2 separate regions of the Capra hircus genome follow, and region 2 is linked to region 1. Evidence: chromatin contacts called from public Hi-C data. All regions are on one chromosome and are shown on one strand. The core of a region is the stretch at or near the end of the contact, and the rest is flanking DNA. Distances in the headings are between cores, read along the strand shown.

Evidence for each region. Hi-C and Micro-C count contacts between places; a contact is called where the count stands out from the background.
Region 2: a Hi-C map of blood shows a contact between it and region 1, with 4 times the contacts expected there. The contact joins two enhancer-like sites. A contact is called at or near these places in 2 of 5 Hi-C or Micro-C datasets (both in blood).

The regions. Positions count from the first base shown.
Region 1 is chr5:115,259,028-115,261,727 of ARS1.2, forward strand. No RefSeq gene overlaps it. Among named protein-coding and RNA genes, the nearest start is that of WNT7B, 24 kb to the left of the region's middle. Within about 2 kb of position 1,319, at least 5 of the 5 cell types and tissues checked have an H3K27ac peak or open chromatin away from gene starts, as enhancers often do.
Region 2 is chr5:115,356,372-115,359,115 of ARS1.2, forward strand. No RefSeq gene overlaps it. Among named protein-coding and RNA genes, the nearest start is that of MIRLET7B, 3.8 kb to the left of the region's middle. Within about 2 kb of position 1,285, at least 4 of the 5 cell types and tissues checked have an H3K27ac peak or open chromatin away from gene starts, as enhancers often do.

The DNA of each region.
Region 1 (2,700 bases), core at 69-2,568:
TGGTGCAGTCCATGGGGTCGCAGAGTCCGACACGACTGAGCGACTGAACTGACGGGTACCCCACCCTGCCGGGCTAGGGATTTGGACCGCCATGTGTGACTTCAGCCACCAGGGGGCAGCAGAGGGGAGCATATCTGTTCTGGGAGCCTGTGCTTTGTGCAGGGGGAGGCGGGAGGGGGACAAGGAGGCCCAGCTGGGTCACTCAGGGCCAACAGAGGAGGCTGGGCTCGGATCCTGGCCCTGCTGCTGACTCCCGCACCCGGCCCTCCTCTGCGCACGGGGCACCGCTCTGTGGCCGCTGGGTCTCTTCCAACACAGATATTCAAGCTGAAACTCAGAGACAGGCTGCCCCCGCATAGCTGCGAGGCTTGGTCCTGGGTCGTCAGGCCGGGGGGTGGACGAGCCTCCGGTCTGCAGATGGGAGCAGGGCTTGGCCGTCACACAGCCCATCGGAGGCGGAGACAGAGCCCCGGGCTGCAGACGCCGAGGCCTGCTCTCTTGCTCTGCACACCCCCAGCGTCCCCAAGCCGCCAAGCGCAGGGGTCCTGCCAGGCCTCCAGCTGGGCCCCGCTCAGCGGAGGTGACCTCCTCCAGCTCCCAGGACCCAGGGAGGACCCGAGGAGGCCTGTGAGCCCTGCCTCGCCAGCTCTCGTGGGGCGGCTTCAGATCTTAAAGTCCATTCCTCCCTGCGAGAGGCCCCGGGGGCTGCAGGGTCAGCCGGTTCCTGCGGCCTCCATAGGTGGGGAGGGGAGTCACCTCTGGGGACACTTCTGCGCTCAGTTGCCGCGTCTCTCCCACTCCCTGCGGGCAGTTTCCATTTTGCAGGGAAGGGGGCCTGGTTTCAAAAGAAGAGGCGCGAGAGGGACGAGGCTGGAGGGGCACAAGGGTGGGCCCCAGCCGGCCTCCTCACGGGCCGCTCGGCGCCAGCCCCGGAAGGCAGGCGGCCTCGAGCTCTCTGCCCCGTGGCTGGAAAGAACTCGTGCTCCAGGAACACGCAGCCTGGCGGGTCAGAGCCCGCATGCCGGCCAGGGCCCTCTCTCCCTCGTGGCCCAGTGAGCGTCCACTCCCGCCTAGCCAGCCGCAGCTCCCCACGGGCGCTGCAGCGGTCCCAGGCCCAGCTCTGGGCTCAGTGTGAGGCCCTGGGGCCGCGGCATCGAGGCCGGCAGAGGAACGAAGGCCCCGGGTCCCGGCCCCTGGGCGAGGCCACCAAGCACGCCGCCCCACATCCTCTCCCCGCGGGGCCCTTCGGGCGGCGGGGCCGGGAGGCCGTGGGCAGCCATCTTCCAGGCGAACTGGGGCCCGGCCAGCAGCATTTCCCGGCGGCCTCCTCCCTCGCTCCGAGCGGCATGACCTCATCGGGAAGCCATTCCGGAAAGGAGCTGCAGAGCCCCTGGGAGTGGGAGTGGAGAGGAGCTTTCCAAGGGCCCTCCTGGCAGCCTCCGGTGCCAGACCAGGGCGGGCGTCACGCCTCCGGGTGTCTGCCTGCTGGGCGACCGCTGGGAGGGCAGCTGGCTTTTGTCAGCTCTTCGGGGTGACCGGGCCAGGCGGGAGCAGGCAGGCAGCGGGGCACTGGCCCCGGGGCTGGCTGGCTACCTGGCGGGCGGAGGCAGGCTTTCAAGAGCCAGAAGCAAAGGGCTGGAAGGGAGGGGAAGCCGGGCCCAAGCTGGTGGCAGAGGCCTTGGTTTCCCCTCATCCAGCACCTCTCCCCCCGAGTTCTCGCCCTCCCCCGCCCGTGGCCCCAAGGAGCAGTGGACGTGAGTGAGCACGTGACCAGCCTCTCTGCTGCCTGCTGATCTAAACCAGAGGCCTGGCTGGCTGCAGCTGGCTCTGAATCGGCCTTTCTGGGCCATGTGGTCAGGGCTGAGAGGGGTGGGGAGCTGCGGGGGCAGCTGGGGTGCTGGGGGGAGAACTTCCCGCCCTGCCTGAGCTCAGTCCAGAAGGATGAGGCTGTGGGGCAGACCAGAGGAGCTCCCAACCCCTGGTCCCAGCTCTCTCACTCCACCTAGACTCCAGAGGAACCGCTCAGAGCCTCAGTTTTCTCATCTGTGAAATGGGGCTAACAGCACCCACCCACCTACCCCAGAGAATGCTTAGAAGGACTCTTAAAACCACATAAAGCAGAGAAGACAGGCAGACCGGCTTTTTGGGGATGCTGGTGGGCAAGCACCAGCATCAGCTTGTCCTGGGCCAGCTGCCAATCTTCATGCAGTCGGGGCCAGAATGGTTGGGGTTAGAGTCAGGGTTGTTTGGTGCACGGCCCCACTAAAACCTCCTTGCCCCAGGGTAAGTGAAACTCTGTCCTCCAGCCACACCCGACTGAGCATGTGCCCAAGCTTACCACACCTTCTTTCAAATTCTGTCTGGAGAACTCCTACTCATCCTGCAAAACTCCAGGTGAGATGCCCCCCCTCCTCTGAAATGTTTCACAGGGTTTCTCTGAGAACCAAAAAAGAACACACATGTGTGAGTGCACAGGCAAGGTAAGGAGTACCATGCCCAAGGCTGTCCCTGTTTTCCGTTAGAAAGGGGTCCTAACCAAGGGTGAAAGTGTGAGCAGAAAGTGCTACTCAGGAGAGGGGTTATCAGCATGGTTTTCTGGCTTAAGATTTAAGCCCAGCCTTGGCTGACGGCAGCTTCCCTGACAGCTCAGTTAATAAAGAACCCACCTGCAATGAAGGAGACCTCAGTTCGATTCCTGGG
Region 2 (2,744 bases), core at 35-2,534, 97 kb after region 1:
GCCAGGCTTCAGGAGCAGAGGTCTGGGCAGTTGCTCTGCTCACCAAGCCTGTTTCCCCACCCCGCTTCGTAGGGGCTGTTTGATGGATGGAAGGAGCTAGCAGTTGAGAGTGCTCAGCGGGGGTAGTGGAGCCGGGTCAGGGAGTGAGGGCCCTGGTCCGAAGCTGGGCGCCTGCTGCCACCTGCTGCCTAACCAGGGAGTGGCTCCCGGCCCATCGTGGGCCCTGGGTCTGACCAGCAGGTGAGCAGGGTGGAGAGCAGGCTGGGGGCCCCCAGCCTGTCAGCCCCCTGCCCCCCAGGGGAGGCCAGGACCATGCTCAGAGATGTAGGTGAGTGCTGGGGGAGAGCAGAAGACCGCAACCCTGGAGGTGATCCCCTGTCCCCAAGTGTGCAGAAGCCAGGCCTCCCTCGGACCTCTCTGCCTGCTGCGATAGGCCGAGTGTGGCTGTGTCCCGCCGGGGAGAGGTCTGCGCATTCCTGCCCTTCCTGGGAGGCGACTCACCAGAGGGACTTGAGGGGCTTCTGAGGTGTCCAAGGTGGGGGGCCTTTGAGAAACCATGGGCCTTAAGGTTCACAGGGGCCGCCGCTGACCTTGGACCCCCTGAGAGAGATGATGGCAGAGCCAGCCCAGCGTTTAGACCCTACAGACCAGGACTGAGCGAGGGCCCGCTTGGCCACGTGGGCATGGAGTGACCAGGCCTCCCCCCAGGGCTGAGGTGACTCAGGTGAGCTGACAAGGGTCCAGCGTCTCAGGGGACACTCAGGGCCACAGGGCTAGTCTGTCCATCGGCAGGGAGGGCGCAGCACCAAGGCCCACATACTGTTCGTGACAACAGAAAGTCTCACTTCAACTCCGTTTAAAATTTGAAGGAAAAAGGAATACAATGATACTGACTATATATTACACGTAATATACGATATATGTCGTGACTGTGTATAATAATACGTACTATTCAACACATGGCATCCATAGCAATGAAACCACCTTGGAGTACATGCGTCTTTATGCCGCCAGGTCCTAAGACGTGTTCTGTAATCATGTTTAAGAAGGAAGCACCCCCCCCCCCACTGACCCCCACCCTCCCAGCCAGCCTGGGCCCTGCCTGCGAGTGGCCTCCGCCCCGAGAGGCTGAGCACCTCCTTCAGCTCCGTGGCCCGGCCCCCTCCCTACCCCTGGGCCCAGCCCTGCTCTCACCCGCCTCGGTCCCGGCTTCCCGGCCGGCCTTCCTGGAGGGCAGGCCTGGCTGGGCCCCGAGGGGCGGCCCCTGCCATCGCACTGAGCGTCCCCGACAGCGACACCGTGTGGCGGGAGAAGGCCATGGCGGCCGGCTGGGGCCCTCCACCGCGGCGGCCCTAGGCTGTGGAAGGGGCTGACCCCACCCGGGGCCAGAAGCCTGGGGTTCAAGGTCAGCCCAGGGGGGAGGGCCCGAGGAGAGCTTCCTATGGACGAATGACTGGGCAGCATTCACCACCCCACCCCTTGCCGCTCCCCCACGCCCTGGGCAGGGTGCCCCCCTGCATGGCCCTAGGTGACCCAGCTGGCAGTGTCCTGCCCCCCATCAGCGCCCCCTCCTCACGTCCACACCCGCAGCACCCCAGTGAGGGGCAGGGCTGCCTGCTATATCTGTCACCTGTCTCCAGGCACCGCCTGCGGGCCTGAGGCCACACTTAATGCAGGAAGGGAGGCAGTCCCTGTGCCTGGGAGGATGGAGACCCCACGATGGGGGCGGCCCCGGCAGAGGGGCCTCACATGGAGGACGCAGACGCCAGGCTGAGAGGGGAGGGCAGGGTCTGGCTCTTGCTGTAGGACCAGGGCCACCTGGAGAAACTTCACACCCATCCGTGTCATTTAGCAGAGATGGGTTTCTGCCGTGTTGTACCTTCCGGATCAGGCAGGGTCTGAGGGTCCAGGGTGGGCTTTCGGGGGGCTGCGGCCTAGGGGAGTCCCCGAGTCAGTTGGGTAAGGGGCTGAGCTCAGCTAGTCTCTCCAGAAGAGGAGGGGTCGGCACCAGCTACAGTTACATGTTAGAGCCTGGACACCTGGAGGTCTGAGATGGGCCAGGAGGAGAGGGCCTTCAGGCCTGGTCTGCTCAAGGGCCTCCAATCCCACCGCAGTCTCAGCGGTTCTTGAACCCAAGGCTGCCTTCTACCTGGCTTCCTGCTTGGTGGCCCAAGTTCATCTGCCCTGACAGCACCAATTGCCTCTGGCCTCAAGGCCCCAGGACCTCTTAGGTTGTGTGCTGCAAAGATAGCCCCAGCTCCTGCGCATCTCCATGGCGACCAGGTCTCCATGGCGACCAGGTCTCCATGGCAGGGGTCACTCTCCCAGGGAAGGGAGTGGAAGGCTCCAGCCACTGGTGTAAATACTCCCGAGTCAGCCCCCACTGGGGACACCACGTGCCGGGGCGATGTCTCTGGTCCTTAGGCAGGGGGCTGCAGTCCTGAGCCCATTTCATGGGTGTGGACACTGATGCTCACAGAAACTCAGTGACCGTGCCCAGGCCACACAGGGGGCCAGGACAGAGCTGGAGTCGCAACCAGGCCTGTGCACCCCAGGCGGGCCTGCAGCTGTCCTGCCCCCCGGGGTGTCCTCCTGCCCTTGGTGAGGGGATGGGGCTGCAGAGAAGGGGCGATTGGAGTTCTGGACTCCCTTCCCTGTGGCCAGGGAAGCAGACCCGGCCCAGGGCCCACCCAAGGTCCTGTGCCATCTGCCTCACACACACAGGTCCACTTTAACAAGAGCAA